Linked DNA regions of Ovis aries: region 2 is linked to region 1. A link is a contact called in public Hi-C data. All regions are on one chromosome and are shown on one strand. Each heading gives the region's core, a stretch centred on a gene start, on an enhancer-like site or on the middle of the called end of the contact. The rest is flanking DNA. Distances are from core to core; before and after follow the strand shown.

Region 1 (2,808 bases), core at 72-2,571:
TACCAAAACAGACACAACAAGAAATAGGAAATATTGCTGAAAATGCATTTATTAAGTAAACTGAATTTGTGATTGAACTCTTTCCTTAAATACATCAGGGTCAGATGGTATCACTGGTGAACTCTTTTAAACATTAAGGTAAGAAAAGGTATCAAACTTACATAAATGTTTTCCAAAACAGAAGATGAGGAAACGCTTTGCAATGTGTTCTATGAGGTCAGCTAGACCCTGGTACTAAATCTGACACAGTCATTTAAAAAAAAAAAGAAAGAAAATAAAAACACCGGTCGTTTCCAACTGGCTACCTAGTCTGGTTTCCTTTTCCCTCCCCCAACAGGCACACACACTGCGGGGAGGGAAGGGAAGAACAGGTTAGCTGGTGGGCGACATCATCAGACTGTCCCCAACTGAACAAGGAAGTTGATGCAGCCCCATGTGACTTTCTTCAGGTTCCTGCAAGATCTAGACAGAAGCCAGAATTCGGCAAAGAAATGTAAGATACACGACTTAGAAGATAAACCACTTGATCTGCTAAGCAAACATTATTGCCAAATGCCTTAAGTAACTGATGGCTTGTAAAACGAGTACTTATGAGAGAGTTCTTTGAGATTATGCTATGCCAGCAGTCATTGATGTCACCAGTCATACGAACAACCCACATGGGGACACTGAAGATGAATAAAATAATGGAGTGATCATGAAATCAGAAATACAAACAGAAAAAGGAAATGGTAAAATTCTGAACTGGAACAAACACAAAGGAAGGAAACCTATAGCAATCCTCGGAACGCTGATGCAGAAGAAGAAGGCAAAGAATAAGATTTTTTTATCCTTAAATTATGCAGAGAATAAGGTCGAAGAGTGCCTAAAATCTTTATCGGAAGTTCCATTTTTATAAAGCACATGTCTGGGTTAATGAAGCTGACAAATATCTCAAAAGGTCTCTTTTCTCCTTCTGGCGTGCAGAGGATTTTCTGGCCAGGCAGTTCTGAGAAAATGCTTTGAGACAACGGCAACTGACACATCCATCTTTTTGAAAACACAGCAAAAATAGGTGCTGGAGATGGCGAGAGTGTCACCGGAAAGAAATAGGAAAGTGAGAGACTCACCTCTTCCATTATCACTGATAATAAGATGGGCATAGCGGGGGAAGAGCAATCACCAGTATTGCTGAGGTTCATCAGGGAATCAAGGTCACAGTGAGGAATACGGACTCTCTTCCTTCAGAAGCTGATGCAGACATTTTAGCTGTGAAATTTCACTCCGTGCTAATGGAAGAGCAGGGGACAAACATGCACTGATGCGGTCTGGCTTAGATTATGTCTAGTGGACTTTCCCCCGAATGCAAGTCATGCTGACTAGACTTTTAGGGAATAACCCCATGGTATGTACACAGTCTATTTTTCCTCTGCCTTAAATATGCGGTTGTCAGAAGCAGTGTCTGTTGTGGGAATTATCTGTTGCTTTGTGAACAATTAAAGATGTTTGTTCTTTTTTCTGTTGATCACAACTGCTATAGAGCTCAACAATGTAATATCTGTTCTCTTTTAGAACAGTGAGGGATAAAAGGCAAATGAACCAAAGCAAATTTGCCATTCTCCATGAATAGCGGGTATAATGCTTTTGGAATTTTTGTAGAACTCCTGCAAATCCTTGCTTTATGTTTAGATGGCATAAATAATGATACAAATGTTAGCTAGAATAACTTTATAGCTGGTTGAGATTTTGTTCCCCGTAGTGCACTGACAGATTTTTCATTTTAATTATCATTGTTGTTCATCAAAATGTCCTATTTTTTAAAAATAGCCTTTGGGAAAATTCCCAGGGCCACACTTCCGATATTTCTTTGCTGCCAGCACCTTTACTGCTGAATTGCATTATATGAAGGGATGGAAAATATCTATATTTATTGTAAATTTTGATTTGAAAAAACCGTGATGCAGCACCAGACTTGATTTTAAGTCGAATTTCCTAGAACTTCCTTGGGGCTCAGCAAGATAATCTCCACTAACCCTTGAGAATTACTGTAAACAAATACTTGCTGTCCCAACAATGAGGCACATTACTCAGGACCTTACAGATATTTTCTTAGAATAGCACCTCACCATTCTTAAATGCTTATCTCTTACAGCCTCAGTCACAGAACAGCTCACAGTCAACACCATGCCAACATGTAGCAAAGTGACTAATCCACTCTCAACACACTCTCTGCCAACCTTTGCTGTTGGTGCTGCGTGCTAAGTTGCTTCAGTCATGTCTGACTCTTTGCAACCCTATGGATTGTAGCCCACCAGGCTCCTTTGTCCATGGGATTCTCTAGGCAAGAATATTGGAGTGGGCTGCCATGCCCTCCTCCAGGGGCTCTTCCCTGGATCGAACCCAAGGATCGAATTCAGGCCTCTTAGGTCTCCTGCATTGGCAGTTGGGTTCTTTACCACTAGCGCCACCTGGGAAGCAGGATCAAACAAAACACGGAGGGAAAGACATAGAGCATCCATTAACCATGTACAAAGCCCCCTACCTGTCTCACTTCAATTTTTTTCTTATTATTTATATATGGCTGAAGGATTTCTCTGCAGCTCAAATTGTAAAGAATCTGCCTGCAATGCAAGAGATCAGAGTTCAATTCCTGGGTCAGGAAGATCCTCTGGAGAAAGGAATGGCAACCCACGCCAGTATTCTTGCCTGGAGAATTCCACGGACAGAGAAGCCTGGCAGGCTACAGTTCACGGGGTCACAAAGAGTCGGACATAACTGAGCAACTAATACATACACACATGCATGGCTGAAGATCCCATATATTCTTCC
Region 2 (2,824 bases), core at 320-2,819, 110 kb before region 1:
GGAATAATTCTTATTACAAGGCACACACTAGAATTCACAGGCAGGGAGGGCTTGGCTCTGCCTTGTATTTATCTCTAGACTTTCCCTCTAAGACTGGTGTGGACTCTTTCTGGGGAGGAGGGGAGTTAGGGCTGAGGAGGGGAGGTTAGCGCTGGGGAGCAGATCCAGGCTGGCTGTTGACTGAGCAGTCCCACCGCCCCCACCCCTACCCCCCACCCAGCCCTGCTCAGCTTTTCAAGGCTCCCTGACTGCCTTTGATCACTCAACCAGTAACTGCTGCAGGCAGCAGCCTGAATCTGTGTTCAGAGCCTCACGCAGAGAGGCTGTGAAAACCTTTTCTTTCTGTGGAGCCCAGACAGCCAGCTTCAGTCCAGGGCTACTGAGTCAGGGCCTCCAGGAAGCTGAGTTACACAGAGTCAGCCAAACTTCCCTGTTGCCTCCACTCACACCAGCCTTTCCAGGCCTCAGCCCCTTCCCCTCCGCCCTTCATGGCTCCTCATTTAGGAAAAGGGGAGCCAGTCTGCGCTGCCCAGCCCCCAACCCATCTCTCCACCAATAGAGCAGAACCAGGAGGTGAAGTGGGGTGAAGAGGGGCAGTGGAGGGGGGCGGTGGTATGCTGTGGGAGGTGGGGGCGGTGAAGACTGGAGGCCCAGCCATGTCTTTCCCTCTTTATGAGCTGCAACTTTGGGCAAGTCACTTCTCTCCCAGCTCAATTTCTTTCCTTGCAAATCTGCGCTAAAAATCCTCAATATCTCCAGCTCAGAGTTATCTCTACGTTCAAAAGAGGTGATGGGCAGTGTACAGTCTTACCCAACCTTCTAAACTGAGATGTTCACAGTTCACAGTTCTTCAGGAGCTAGTCTGGGCAATGAAAAACTAATTTACAATTGGCTCTTAATGGCCAATCAAGGGCATCCCGGCAGCTCGGCCAGTAAAGAATCTGCCTGCAAAGCAAGAGACCTGGGTTTGATCCCTGGGTTGGGAAGATGCCCCTGGAGAAGGGAATGGCAACCCACTCCAGTATTCTTGCCTGGAGAATCCCATAGACAGAGGGGCCTGGCAGGCTACAATCCATGGGGTCACAAGGAGTCGGACATGACTGAGCGACTCACACACACATTTAATGGCCAAACGTGACTTCAAGGGTTACACCATCTGGGTAACATATTTCATTTCTGTCTGGTCTCTTCTGGGACATCCAGCCTTAAGAAGAAAGCATTTAAGGTGAGGATTTCAGGTGTCAGGCTGACCTCTAGAGGCAATGCCTTGAGAGAGAAGAGTCTTTGAAACACTCAGATCAGTTTTGACAGTTGTCCTTTTGACTCCTACATAAAGCCGACCTCGCCCCCACACCCTTCCCAACCCCACAGCCACCAGAGGCTCATATAATCTGGACAGGCCACAGCTGGTTGAGACGCCACTGTCATTGTTATCCTGCTAGGTTTTTGCAGCTCTTGCCTCATCAAAACTGTTTTTACAAGTTGCAGAGACCAGGCCGACGTGGGCAGCCCCAAACAGAAGAAGTCTTATCATCCGGCTTTGGCAACTTCCTGTCCTCTGCGCCTCACTGCAGGAGCAGAAATAGAGACTCACAGACTCTCAGAGGAGATGGGAAGTCAGAAGGCGGCAGGCCCGCCTGTCCTCAATGTCACCAGCCAGCGGACAGGCTTACTGAGCACCCGCTCTGTACAAGAGGCTGTAGTGGGGGCTGGGGACATATGACCAAGATGCTGAGCAAGACCTCTCGATCGCTGGTCCTGAGGAAGGGAGGTGGGCAAGGAGACAGGCGGTTGGGCTGCTCGGGTAAGCAGAATAGAGGTGTTCGCTTGGGGGCTCGTGGAGAGGATGGGATGTCGGCCAGGCCTGGGAGAATCAGAAGAGGTTTTGGGGGAGAGGAGTCCTGAAGGAAGATGAGAGGGAGCCGGCAGATGATCACAGAGTTGGGCGAAAAGACGTTCCGGGGGGAGCTGATGGCACGTGCAGGGCAGAGAGGCCAGGAAGGAAAAGAGGCGGGAAGGGAGCAGGGGAGACCGAGGGGGCGGAGTGAGGGCTGAGGAGGCCCAGGGCCAGGGCACGTGGCTGAGCTCACGGTCAGGGCGACGACAGACGAGGCCGGAGCCGGAGCCCGAGCCCGGTCGGGAGGGGCCTCCACCTTGAGAGGAGTCACGGCTTCGCCCCGCAGACAACAAGGGGGGACTCCGAAGGCTTTAAACAGCGCAGTGGTTAGGGAACGGTAGATAAACTTAGATCCCTTCGGTGGGCCCCTGGCAGACAGCAGAGGCAGGTCAGCTTATTGGCACCAAGTCCACAGCTGCTGCCTACAAGCACACGGCCCGGCCCGCCCTCCGCGGCTCGCGCTCCGCCTGCAGGTGCTCGCGACAGGGCAAGCCTTCCCTTATCCCGCTGTGTCCCGGGTTTCCTCTCCTGCAGTGTTAACACGCCTGGGCCCTTCTGCTCCCTCTCACTGGACACAGGAGAGTTTATCCCCAGAAATCTGGGGCTTGGGCACCCCAGCCTCCCCCTCTTATCTCTCCTCCAGAGAAGTGAGTCATCTATACCCCAGCCATCCAAGTGTAGATGGGATCCGAGAAAGCCTCTCCGGGTGGGCAGCACAGACGTTTACACTGAGCCCAGCCTGCTGTGCCTTGGAACTATCAGAGTCTGGCCTTTGTTTCATGGATTAACTAGCGCTGCCATGGAGCTCGCCTCTTCACTCTTGCCTGTTCCCCAGGAACATGCTCTTTTTTGTATTTCTTTGTTGCATTCTGCTCAGCTTCTTCCGGCAGCTTAATTTGGGTGTCTTAATGCCACCCCTCCTCCCAG

What was found. Hi-C and Micro-C count contacts between places; a contact is called where the count stands out from the background.
Region 2: a contact with region 1 is called in a Hi-C map of liver, with 5 times the contacts expected there. The contact joins the enhancer-like site here to the promoter of NEDD9 in region 1. A contact is called at or near these places in 2 of 16 Hi-C or Micro-C datasets (blood and liver).

What each region holds. Positions count from the first base shown.
Region 1 is chr20:44,062,466-44,065,273 of ARS-UI_Ramb_v3.0, reverse strand. It overlaps NEDD9 (neural precursor cell expressed, developmentally down-regulated 9), which reads right to left and starts at 1,321. Exons shown (of 8, transcript XM_060403510.1): 1 at 1,110-1,321.
Region 2 is chr20:44,169,611-44,172,434 of ARS-UI_Ramb_v3.0, reverse strand. All of the region lies in intron 1 of NEDD9 (neural precursor cell expressed, developmentally down-regulated 9), which reads right to left. Among named protein-coding and RNA genes, the nearest start is that of NEDD9, 110 kb to the right of the region's middle. Within about 2 kb of position 1,569, at least 19 of the 54 cell types and tissues checked have an H3K27ac peak or open chromatin away from gene starts, as enhancers often do. A contact at or near this core is called in liver, where this site is marked.